Linked DNA regions of Sus scrofa: region 2 is linked to region 1. Evidence: chromatin contacts called from public HiChIP or PLAC-seq data. All regions are on one chromosome and are shown on one strand. Each heading gives the region's core, a stretch centred on a gene start, on an enhancer-like site or on the middle of the called end of the contact. The rest is flanking DNA. Distances are from core to core; before and after follow the strand shown.

Evidence for each region. HiChIP or PLAC-seq counts read pairs in DNA pulled down with a chosen protein or histone mark.
Region 2: an H3K27ac HiChIP or PLAC-seq map of skeletal muscle shows a contact between it and region 1. The contact joins two enhancer-like sites. A contact is called at or near these places in 2 of 2 datasets of contacts at active chromatin or transcription factors (alveolar macrophages and skeletal muscle).

The regions. Positions count from the first base shown.
Region 1 is chr6:150,841,350-150,847,609 of Sscrofa11.1, reverse strand. All of the region lies in intron 10 of NFIA (nuclear factor 1 A-type), which reads left to right. Among named protein-coding and RNA genes, the nearest start is that of TM2D1, 230 kb to the right of the region's middle. Within about 2 kb of position 4,094, at least 20 of the 83 cell types and tissues checked have an H3K27ac peak or open chromatin away from gene starts, as enhancers often do. A contact at or near this core is called in skeletal muscle, where this site is marked.
Region 2 is chr6:151,021,048-151,027,784 of Sscrofa11.1, reverse strand. NFIA (nuclear factor 1 A-type) reads left to right here. Exons shown (of 11, transcript XM_021097780.1): 3 at 3,918-3,983. Among named protein-coding and RNA genes, the nearest start is that of NFIA, 210 kb to the left of the region's middle. Within about 2 kb of position 3,689, at least 12 of the 83 cell types and tissues checked have an H3K27ac peak or open chromatin away from gene starts, as enhancers often do. A contact at or near this core is called in skeletal muscle, where this site is marked.

The DNA of each region.
Region 1 (6,260 bases), core at 2,845-5,344:
TTTAATCTACAAATTTAGAAGGAAATAAATCTGAACATAAAAAGCATTTGCTGTTTCAGCATTTAAAAGAAAAAAAAGTACTATCGTTCGAAACTGCCGACTCCCCCATGTGGGTTTGTTTTGCAAGTCACGTCTTAACAAAGACAAGTTTTGTTGCCATAAAACCCTAAATCCTACCACGTTTTCAGAAGGAGGAGGAAAGCATTGTTCACTGATCCCTGGTTTGTGCTTGTGGGGATGTCACATAGGCGCTTGCCTGGGCTCAGGGAAATCGTTGCATTTTTATCCAGGGCATTTGGCTCCGATGAAACCCCGACCCCATCCCATGATGTCTGCATCACACCAATGCCTCCCATAATGAGGCTGCTCACACTTTTGGCCAGTGTTCCAAAGTTTTGTCTCTTTATGGTTGTTATTTGGCCCCCTAAATATCGTAATAACCTGTGTACCGAGGCCTGTTTTGCGGATCAGTAAAGTTGGACCCCTGACATCACCCAAACTAGAATTTAGACCTCTGACTTTTTCCATGCTCAAGCTCTTTCTAGCCTCAGTGAGCGATATGAACAGTTGTATCGCTGCCAGCATATTGCCTGTACAGTGAACAAGGAAAAGATGACTCCTGGACCAGTAAAATCAATACAAGTATAGGAGGAGTTCCCGTCCTGGCGCAGCGGAAACGAATCCGACTGGGGAACCATGAGGTTTCGGGTTTGATCCCTGGCCTCACTCAGTGGGTTAAGGATCTGGCATTGCCGCGAGCTGTGGTGTAGGTCGAAGATGTGGCTCAGATTCCGCGTTGCTGTGGCTGTGGTGTAGGCTAGGGACTACAGCTCTGATTCGACCCCTCGCCTGGGCACCTCCATATGCCGTGGGTATGGCCCTAAAATGAAAAAAGACAAATAAATAAATAAATAAATAATTTTTTTTAAAGTATAGGAATAGGATCATTGTAGTATAACCAGAGTGATCTAAGTCCCAGGGCAGCCGGTGACCGAGCTGAGACTTGAACCAGGACCTCTGCCTCACAGCCCAGGGCTGAGTTGCATCTTACTCTACTCTCGCTCCCTTCTCCCCTGAGTCTGAGAGCAGAGCTGCTGCAGCCTCCTCTGCATTCTGTCCAGAACCCACCTCTGCGCCTCATGTCTTTGGCTCACTACAGAAGCCTCCATCCCAGCTGCCAGGACCGGTGGTTGTGGTTGCAGTCGAGTGTGCCCTCTTCCTTCCTCTCTTCATCCCGTGAATGGAGTTGGGAGGATTTCTGGTTTGCACAGCCTTTGAGAGAGTCAGGGTCTGCCCTCAGTCCTGTGGGGGCTCAGACCAGGTGGAGAGGAAGAGAGAGATTGACTGGAGGGGTCGGGAAGGACAGGAGGAAGGACCCTGGACAGGGAACAGGGGACGATGAAAGGGGTCAGAGGCAAAGACCTGTGCTCAGGGCCACGCAGGGAAGCACCAGAGGGGGTGGGAATGGGCACAGGTGACAGGGGGCATCCAGTGCCTAAAGGGCTCCTTGGCTGAAAAGGCCAGTTTGGGAATCCATTTCTGGCCAAGTAGCAGGTCTGCTGTCACTCTCTTGCAGGATGTCTCTGGGAGACTTTTTGAAATGGCCAGACTTGTTACTTCGATGTTATTTTCCCTCTACTGGACTTTACCTGCACAACTGGAGCGTTACATCTACATGATAAATCCACTGTGCACCTGTGTTTGGGAAGAGCTTTTCAACTTTGGGAGAAGAGCAGGCGTGGGGAGGCCCTCGGCGGCACGATTATTGTAATGCGGCCACGCTCGGCTGAGCACCGACTTCCACTCCCACGCCTTTCTTTTTAAATCAGAAAGGTTACCTCCCTGGGCCACCTTTGGGCCAGCCCCAAGTGTGACTGTCTGCACTTGTTAGACGACAGGCATTTAATTAAAATTGGAATCTGATGTGTAGAAAACATACATTTTTTCTCATTTCATAGCTCCCCGGGAAATCATATTCTCTTCCTGCCCCTGCTCCCTTCAACTTTCCCCACCACCAAAAAAAAAAAAAAAAAAAAAAAAAGGAAAAGAAAGGAAAGGAAAGACATACTCGGGGAAAGATTATTTTAATGTTGAAAATCAAAACTTACAAAGAGCCAGGCTGCCTTCTTTATTTGGGGAGGGGGGGAGCGGACATTAGCCAATAAGAAAGCCTGTATTGTGTCTTCAGACCAGAGCCAGCTTTTTTTATGGCTAACTTCCCACGTGGAAAAGGGGTCATCCCATTTCAGAGCATTAAAATAGAGTGTTTCATGAACCCGTAAGTAAAATCATTCATCTTACTTCTGTGCAGTAAAAGGGGTTGCCTGATGCCTTCTGTTATTTGGTTGGACTTTGCAAAATTGAAAACATTAAAAAAAAAAAAAAAATAGCAGACACAGGGCCCTTGCGAAAAAACCTACCACCGAACACCCTCGCCCTGGCGTTTGCCACAGCCAAGCCACCCAGTGCACTGTCTGGGCTCCACCCAGAGCATCCGGCAGTGCCATCGTGGGCAGATAGATCGGAACTCTGGACGATTTCATCGGGTCGTTGTCCCCTTAATCTCCACGCTGCACCTCAGATCTCAAGCAGCTTCCGCGGTGGTGTGGGCTCACTTTAATGGACAGAATCTATTTTTCATGAAAAAGCAGGAAATAAGCTGTCTCCTTCATAAAAAGATTTACAAAATGTAATCATTGTGGAAATATTCCCTTTGAACTGCCGTGTCCGCGGGGGTCTCCGGCTCCCAGAGCCGTGCTTCATTACAACCCCTCGCAAGCGGCTCCAGAAGGGCAGGTACACTGGTGGTGCCCGGCTTTGATGTCTTGAATGAATGAAAGAAAAGCACAATAAAAAAGAGCTGTTGATCAAGCATAAAATACTCTTTAAGCTGACAGAATAGCAGCGTTAACACACCCTAAGCTGCTTTTCGTTTTTCCCTTTTTTCCTCACATTTTCCTGTGCTTTGTGTACAGTGGGGGTTTGTATTTTATAAGAAGTCTCTGATCTATGTAGTATGCCATTCGCTAACAAAAACCAAAATAGGATTGTTGCTGTCCCACTTGGTTGCCTGACTACTCTCTCCCCCGCCCCCCCCCCAACCCCTGGTTCCCCTCTCCCCGCCTCACCCCCAACTTCCAAGGCGTGCAGTTCAGCCTTGCAAGGCAAGGGCCCAAATGCCTTTCATAAACTTGAGCCAGTTCCTTTTGTGCGGTTGGTTTCGCTGCTCTGATTTTAATACCGCAATTAAAGACAGATTTTTATTTTCTCAAGAACTTTCTCTTGCAACTGGGGAAATGGAACTGACACAGCTGCTACTTTTAACTAAGAAATTATATCATTAAATAAGAGAAAGTCTCCTTGGTGAGCGATGCCTTTCCAAGGGAACTGGTCCTCCGTAGGTCTCCTGTGGACCTTTAAAAAACGCCTGTATACACTGTATGTTTGGAGAACTATTTACCCCGGTTTTGGGTTTTCTATCCTTGTCCCTCTGCAGGCATTAGCTCAGTCAGTTCTCACAAAAGCTGATCAAGTTACCTCCAATTGCACAGAGTCTAAAACTCAGACCCAGAGGTGCTAACTTAACCTAAGCTCAATTAACTAGCACATAACAGTGTACTAGTTAAGTGATGGGATTCTGTTAACTCTTGACTCCAGAGCCCAAGCTCTTAGCGCACGCAATGCACACAGCCCTCCAGGAAGTCTGCAGAGCCAAGGTGAGTGGGCCAGAGTGCAGTTTTTAATTCAGAAGTCTTTGGTTTCACGAGGTAAAAGATTACTTGATACAAATGTAAAGGGAGATCCAAAAAAGAACTGTACTGAATGGTGAGGCAGACACCAGGGCAAGCTGGAATGCCATGAGAGAGTCTGACTTTGGAACAGGAGTCGGAATAATTGGATTGTGTGTGTACTCTCCAGGTTTGGAGGTGCTGCATGGCTTATTGGGTAAAAAGATTAGTGTTTTCCCGTCTTGAGGTTTGAACCAAAGAGAGGTCTTGGCCGGGAGCAGCACGGTCACTCTCCAGGGAGTGGTGGTTTGGACGACTCCTCTGTGCTCGTAGTAAGTAGGCAGCAGTCCACGTCACAAAACTATTGCACATGCTGCGGACGCAGTCGGCTGCCGTTGGCCCCGTCACAAGAGCTCTTCAGTCAGAACGGCCCGGGGTCGCCTGTGGAGCCCTGTGTCTCCCTGGGGAGAGCACCTGCCACTTGGGGAAACGTGGACATGAGGTGAGAGCATGGATGTGGCACAGCCACGCTAGAAGCCACCCATCTACAGGCCTTGTTGGGTAACTGACCTCAGGCTTCGGGAACCTTGGAGATGCCTCGTTTCTTTCTTGCATCCTTTATTCAACAGTATTTATCCAGCCACCAGGCAAGACACTGGCCTGGTGCCTTCTTGCCACATAGAAGAAGATAGTCCATTTTCTTGAGGGGAAAAGCAGGTAATTACAGTTCAGTAACCGTGACAGAGGTAAACCCAGGACTAAAGGCCTAGAGAAAAACCCCTTGGAAGAAGGGACTTAGTCTGAGAACGCAAGGACTAACAAGTGTTAGCAAAGCCAAGGAGAGGGGCACAGCTATGCCAAGGCCCAGCAGGGAGAAAGCATTTGACTTGGGGGCACCTGGAAGACGTTGAAGACAGCCCAAGTGTTGGGTACAAGCAGTGAAGAGATAAGGCCGAAAAGGTAAGCAGGGGCCAATCATGGCCCATTAACATTTTAATAGCTTCCTGTACAATAAACAAGTCTTGGTTTAGCGTTATTGAAAACAGGCTTTCTTTAATTAACAAAATCAGGCAAGAAAAGTGACTGCAGAGATCAAATCCCCATGGCTGGCAATACCATAACTGACACCTGGGGACGCCGTGTCACCTTTGTCAGAAGAAAGCGGCGTCAGACACTGCAGAATGGAGTTCCCGTCGTGGCTGAGTGGTAACGAACCCAATTAGTATACATGAGGACTCTCGGGTTCGATCCCTGGCCTCGCTCAGTAGGTTAAGGATCCCGCATTGCTGTGGCTGTGGCGTAGGCCAGCAACTGCAGCTCTGTTTCGACCCCTCCCCTGGAAACTTCCATATGCCATGGGTGTGGCCCTAAAAAGAAAAGAAAAGAAACTTCAGAACGGCCCTCACAGTAGCCCTCTGGGGGCCCAAGGACAGAGACCTGCTTCCTGGAAATCACACCACTGGTGTGGAAAAAGTGAGACTCGGTTCTGGGTCCCTCAGACACTGGATACGCAGCCTCACCAGCTGGCATATATTTTTAAAGATCCTACTGGGAGAAAAGCAGGGGTAGTTGGTACCTTGAAAGACAGAGAAGTCTACAATCCAGCATCTGCTTTCCGTAGGACAGCTCCTTAAGTGCAGGTGCCATATTTTTTGTACTTGTTCTGTCCCCAGAGCCTAGCATACAAAGCATACGGTAGGATGCTAATATTTTGCTGAAAAAATGAAGTACTCCAAAGCGGTGTCGCCTAACGTGGGAAACCAGGAGTGTGCCCAGAGGCCCTGTCCCTTTCCACTGTCTTGGAAGAGGGTGGGGAGGACGAGCAGGTTTCTCGCTGATTTGCCAAGGACGGCTCGACAGTGGGCTTGAGCTCATCCAAATAAGAGCAGGAAGCCAAATATGAGTAACTGGATTAGCGTGACCCAGCAGAGATAGCATCTCCTCAAGAGAGACGTCGAAACACTGACCCCAACTCCTGCAGTACTGGTTGGCAGCATCCTCTTTGGGGGCTGACTTGGGTAGGAAGGAGTGGGAGAGTCGGGGCAGAGGCCTCCCTGTGTTTGCATGTTTCTGTTTTCTGTGCGTGGATGTCCTTAAATAACCCACCTTGCCCGGAGAAGAAAGCAAAGTGTCACACCCAGTTCTGGATTCCACATTAACAACCTCCTTCCGCAGTGTTCAACTTTGCCCTTGAGGCCTTTTGTTTAACTTTTTAACTTGAAAAACAGATTCTGCTGCGTCACAGTCTGTTCCACCCTCCCCACCCCCACCCAGGACCCTCTCCTTTTTTTTTTTTTTTTTTTTTTTTCCATTTGGGTTAAAATAAAATACAGCTATCTCCAACAGACTTGTATTCCCTTTTGTTTCTAAAATACACATCCTACCCTCTTGGTGAACAGAGTGCATTAAAAGCCTTTTTGAAAGTTGTTATTCACGTTAGAATGTCTGGTGTTAACTTAGAAGTTGAGTCTTCATCAACTTTGGCTTACACACACTCAGGACCAAATTTTTGCGAAACAGCCTCTGTTTGCT
Region 2 (6,737 bases), core at 2,440-4,939, 180 kb before region 1:
CCAGGTACCCTTGGAAGGGCTTGGGGAATAAGACGAGAGTAAGAAAGGAATTCTTTTCTTTTGGAGCTCAAATTCTCATAGGCGTTCGTTGTACCTTAGTACAACATGGTGTAAGTCATACTGTGAGAGATGTATGGTCCGCGAAGCGGGATGGGAGAGGAAAAGTTTAATGCTGGATTGAGCACAAGGAAGATTTAACAACATTCTGTCTTTGCTTTGTGCCTCTAGAACAGAAAATACATGGACGTGATGTCTCCTTTTTTGCCTGATCAGTTTTACCGTATTGACATGTTTTTATCACTCTTCATCATCCCAAAAGAAGTATTCTGTGAGGTCCCAAGCAGAAGGGAGCAGAATTGAGGTTAGGGGAGCTAGATACTTGGCAAAGTAGCAAATCCAGTACAAAGTTTCCGTTCCTGCATCACGCAAGCTTGTGGAAACAGAGGCTAGTAGGTAGGCATTAGGATTTATTTTATTCCTTTCCCCAGTGATTATATTGATAGCGAAATATCTTTGTCTGAGTACTCCAGCAATATAGCTGTAGGCGCCATAAAAATGCATAGATAGATGGCCACCCGTTCAATTAAGAGGTCTCAATCCAGCCTCCTGTATGGAAACCCTGTCTATTTTAGGTTTAAATTTCTGCTCATAAATTTTTTAGAAACCAAAAGAAAAATTGCTTTTCAAGGTTAGGTTGAAGTCTAAGTTTCCTTAAAGAAAAAGCAAACCCCTAGATGGGAAAAATAAATTGATAACCCTAATGTACTTCCTCACAATAGCATTTCCAGTGCCATCATTTAAACACAGTTTAAATAATATTCTCTTCCTTGTAATGTACAGATCTTCTGGCTTTCATTCAGGGACCCAGAGAAAGTCACTGCCATGTGTGTGGGGGGAGTGCTCAGATACGAGAAGAGCATCTAGTTCTGTGCGAGTGGATTTTTTTATCTGGAGCCTCTAATTATTTCAGGTGGTGGGAATCAAGTGACCGTGTGATAACTGTCCCCAAAAGTAAGACAAAAAGTTACTTAGGCTTCTGACCTCTCTCTACCAAGTATGTAAAAGAGAAAAATAAATGAATTGTTATTCACCTTCATGATAGTGTTTTAATGCAAATGCTTAGGAAAGAGATCTTTTCATTTGTATCAATTATGTATGGGTAGAAATTAATTTCTGATTCTGGTCAGCTGGTTGGCTCCATACCTAACAGCATCGATGACTTTTTGCAGCCCTAGAGAAAATATCCACGAGTCCTCAACGTAGAATTGCACCGGGACAGGGTAGTTTTGTTCCTTGTTGGTTTAAAAATGAAACAGCATTAAATGGCCCATGGTGAAAAATACTTACTAAAGTTTTCAGATCATTTAACTTTTCTTGTAGATCTTTGGCTTTCCCTATCCGTTACCAGGATGGTGTATTTTAGTATGCGGTCCTTGAGTGGCTAACAGTGTCTCCAGCTTTTGAATAAAACTGGAGAAATTAAATTCCGTTTTCAGTTTGGCTACATGCCTCCTCCTCCAGTGTTTGTGTCTGAGCTTTCACAAGAGTGCTGCGGCCCCTTTCAGACCAACTCTGAGCTGTTTTCCTGCTGCTCAGTCGTTTGCTGCTTGTTTGCTTCTTTTTCTGTGGCTGGGAACGTTACACTTTCTCTGAACATACCTGTCGCCATCTTTTGTTGCTGTCCATGTTTTCTATAATTATGCTATCTTTTATAAATATAGGGTGGCAAATGTAAAAGAAAATTTAAAAGAACAAAGAAGTCCATCTTTAGATTATTAAAATAATTTTTGGTGTTTCTCATTGTTTTTTAACCTTAATATTAATAGGTAAATATCAGAACAGTAATTGGCTATGGTATATTTAAATTAATTGAGATTAAAAATATTTTTTCCTTTTCTTCACGAAGAAATGATTACTCAGAAAGATATTAGACCTAGCAAAAGAACATCGGCAAAGCTATGATATCGGAAGTTAGGTTTGCTAGTCTTACTCCAAAGAAAATGTTCTGTTTGGCAAAATTTTATTTGTCTATTTTGGGATATGACCAGGAAGAATTTTAACTTTCCCTACAACAAACTTAGATATTTTCTTTATAATTTTAATTGTGGATATTAAGGGTTTAAAAATTTCCAGTGCAAAAATAATGATGGTATGCTTTTTCGCCTAAAACATGTTTAGTTACTTCTAAGAATGTTTAAATTTTTAATTTTTAATGGCAAAATTACAGAGTATTCCTTTAGAAAAAGAGAAGGTAATCATGCCATCTTTTTAAATCACCTGTTATAAAAGTAATATTAATTTTTGGACTTAAAATTTCACCTATGGTCCAATATAAATTTGCATTCCAGTTTTCAGTGCAGACTTTGGATTTAACTTTGTGGTTCATTCTCAAGAATTTCTCTAAAATTTTTTAACCTGTACTGCTTTTGTTTGTGTTTTCACTGTGGCTATTCTTACATTATGATAAAAGCTACCACTTTGCCAGACTTAAATAAAAACTTATATTTTCACATTTTCTGCTGTTTGAACCCTTGATTCAATCTAGAATTTTTGCTGTAGTCATCAGGTTAAGAGCATCTGAAAAAAATTTTAAATAGATGTTTTAAAAATAGTACTTCCCGATAATTAAAATCTTCATTTGCCTAAAAGCAGGGAGCATTTCTAAAGTAATAAATTAGCACTTCTTGACCTAGGGTCATTCGTAGTGCTACTTCTTTTTTGCAGTATCTCCAAGGAAGAGAATGGTAAAGCTATAACTCTGTTGAAATAGAAGTAATATTTTCAATTTAATCACAGTTAAGTGTCATGACCTTTTGATCTTGCATTGAACTTCTTGCTGAAATGTGGTCAAATTTCAGACAGCTCCTTCTAACCCTGTGAAGTCAAGGTTAAGTTCAGAGTCAGGCTTTCCACAGATACAGAGGTTTTCCTTAAAAAAAAAAAAAAAAAGTTTTTCGATAATGTTATATACTGTTTCAAGTCTCAGAAAAGGCTTTACGTAAAAAATTCTGTCCTTGAGCTCTTCTGTCTGACCTTTTTTTGCCCGTAAAATGAATCACAAATATACTTCTAATTCTGTGAAATTTTTTGATCTAATTTAGTTTCATCTCATTTTAAAATTAGATGGCATTTTATTTGAAATTATCCCAGTTAGAAGTTACAAAATAATTGAATTAGTTTCTTTAGCTGGAAAATGATTGTATTTGTTTAAATAAAAAATGAATGGAATCCCATAAAGGTGTGCAAGAACCTGTTTTCGCTCACAAGCTCTTTTAGGATCTTCCAAATGCATCAGGGTGAGAGAAAAATAGCACCTAACGAAGTGGGGGAACTGTGTATCTTTCAGAAAGACGCCTTTGAGTGATCCTGTTCTTTTAAGTAAATGCACTAGAATATTAGGATTCTAGTATTTAATGGTGTTAGTCTGCGTAGTCTGTTGCTGTAATACAGAGCTAAATATCAACAGAACTTGTTTCTGTTGTTTGGGTTGCTTTTATATACCAGCTTCAAAATATGTTTTGACACTTTATTATGTTCTGAATCAAGCTTCAGATGTGTGTAATGAAGGATGAAGTCTTTATCAGACTCTAGTGTATAAATAATGGAGAAGAGCAGTTTGGAAATGGTCTCTCTCTGTCAGAGGATGGTTTCTGAAGAGTTTCAAGTTATGATCTGGCACAGGCCAAGCGCCACTGGAGGTGTAAACAGAACCAAGTCCTCTCGGAAGGCATGGGCCGCTGAGGCTGCTGTTTTCCTCCCTTTTCTTTGCTCTCCTCTTTTTTTTCCCGTCATCATGTCACTTCTGCAACGGTCTCATTCCTCGTGTACATGCTGAACCTTTTGAGAAAGTCTGGCACCTCTGATCCACGTTCTTTCACAGACCCTGTAATTTTTGGCTGTATTTTTATGTTTTTCAGATTCAAGTCAATCTGAAAGTCCCAGCCAGCCAAGTGACGCTGACATTAAGGACCAGCCAGAAAATGGTAAGTTTAGTTTGGGACGCCGGTTGCTGCTTTGAAAGTCCACAGTCGCCAGCAGCCAACCATGAGCAAGGATTTTGAGGTCTGCCCCTCTGGGTGGCCCACAGTAGGAGCGACTTTGAGGACTCAGGGAGTTTTCTGGGTCACTCCAGCAGCGCCAGGCCCTTCCTCTCAGCCACAGACCCTCCCAGGGTACTCCCAAGAATCCGAGTTCCCAAGAAAGTTGATTGCTGTGAGAGGTGGGGTTGATGTATCAGATCAGAGTCTTTTACAGCATAAGTGAGGAGCCAACTCCCTTTCATTTCAGTTCCTTTTAAGGTGGCAAGTGGCCCACAGTCTTCTTCACTAGCGACTTAAGTTTATTGACTGACAAGTATTTTTGAAGCCTTTTGGAAGCCTTTGCTAATAATTGCTATAAGAAAATTATCTCTGCCTTTGAAGGAGTTTTCACTTTAAATGGTCTAAAATAAACACCTGGCAGTATTAAAGTCATCAATTGCTTAATTTCTGTTCTGTATATGTATATATATATATATATGTATATATAAAACATGGAATACACACTTTATGCATATGATAATATTCACTAAAATGCTAATGTGTGCTATATGCACTCTAAGGACAAGAAAGCCTGTCACAGGTTAGAATCTTAAGCCTGAGTAAAACGATCAGTTTCAGTAAAAACTGAGAAGGTGACTAACGGTGCCCATCGTACGTTAAACATTGTATTATGCATTTTCATACATACCATCTCATGAAATTCCAAAGTGCTCATCCTTGGTGAGAGAACTGAACGCTCTAGTGGGAACTTGACCTTGAGGGACCTTTGAGGAAACGATGACATCATGGCCGAAAACTCAGGCTGTAGGGTCAGAGCTGTGTTCAAATTCTGCCTCTACTCTTTCTTTCCTTTGTAGTTTTGAATGGATTATTTAACCCCCTGGAGTATTGATTTATTCCTCACTTTTGAAGTGGTTTAGTAATAATATTACTTTCACGTTGAAGAATTATAACATACTTATCACCATAGTATTGTTCATAGACTTTATACCAAAAAAAAAAAAATAGAAAAAGCTGACTGTTGTTAATATTATTCATATTATTTTTCTAGTCAGTGTAATTCTACCATGCCGTTTTTCAGTTGCTTAGAATGACCTCATTCTTATGACTCTTTTTCTTTTTGTTGTTTCATACATTTTTCCATTTTGATCTCTTTCCGGTCTTTTGGAATAGATAGGTAAACTGACTTACGTCAGTATTGTGGGGTGGAGGATTGAATGTACCACATTAGATATCCTGTCCCTGATTTCTCAGGATTTGTTTCATTTCCCAAGCCTGGGAAATTATAACAGTGTCGGGCTCCCATATTAAATACAGACTATCTGGCCATTCCTCTCCTCGTTCTGGTATTATGGTGGTATTTCCTTATCAAAATTGTCTTTTCACAGCAGAAATTTTTTTAAAAAGAGAGAGACAGAGACCTCTGAAGGCTTGTTTTTAGTGTCAGAAACAGCTACATCTTCTTTTTTGTTGACATTTTGAAAAGCGGTATTTATAGATTAATTTCACTCTTTATTTCCCACTTGACGTATAAGTGATGCCTTCTCTTCTACGTTGCGGATTTTTCATATGTCGTATTTATCTGTATTCTGCCTGAAGTTGTGTCCGGAGACACTTCCTTTATTTTCACCGTTAGGAACGGGTGGGCTGCCGGGGTGTGTGGTTCACGTATTTAGGTCTGGCCGCCCCTCCAGCGGGCCTGCGATTCATCTGTCTTCATAAAATGGCCGACAAGCTGTTCACATGCAAATATAAATTGAGAGCATGAGAGGCCTGGCATGCCTTTCTGGAGCTGCCTGTAATACCGATATTGTGCATTTCCCATTCCAAAAAACAACCGGGATTGAGCCTGGATTTTTCGGCCAAAGCCATAGAGCTCCTTGCCAAGTTCATTTTTAACCCCAGATTACTTGGTGCCACCTCAAGGATTCACAGTGCCATTTGGGAAGGATCATGTGAGTTCAAAGAAAGAAGGTATTAATATCCAGGAGAGACAGTAATAAATTCCTGTGTTTCAAGTGTCTATTTATTTCAGAGAAAGAGAAGTAGAACTTGTTTTATCTTAGACAATTCCAACTGGAGCTTAGACTAGAGGAACATCAGCCTACTCAGTTTCCTCTTTCTGCCTTTTGTCAATCTCAGATGAAGTTATTTGAGGAAAAAAATATTTTTTTTCCTCTTCCTTAAAGACATATCATCCCTCAAGGAAAATAAATGATGATTTCAGGATTAGGTTTTTACATGCATTAGATGACTCTCTGGAATGGCTTTGATCAAGGCTGTTTTTTTCATTTTCGTTACCCCAGGTTATGGAAGATGAGTTCCTGAAAGGTCTTGTGTGTGTGTTTGTGTGTTTGTTTCATTTTTGTTTTTCAAAAGAGAGCTCTCATAAATGTATCAACAAAACCCTTAAGAACTTTTGAAATCTGGGTAGATACAAAAGTGACAGACTCTGGTCTTCAGATAAAGTGGGAACTCATTATACCTTCTTTATGTACATATTTGAGGGGAAATAATCTTCGTTTTATCCTAGATCTTGAGGAGAAAGGTAATGGGAAACGAATGGTATTTTCCTAGTAAACCATGGAGAATGAATAGACAAATGGTAACATGCTGTTTCATCCAAAACCATAAACTAGGCCATGTAACTTTACCTAAAGTGGATGCAGCTGTTTCTTCCCTGTCCAGCCAGTCTGG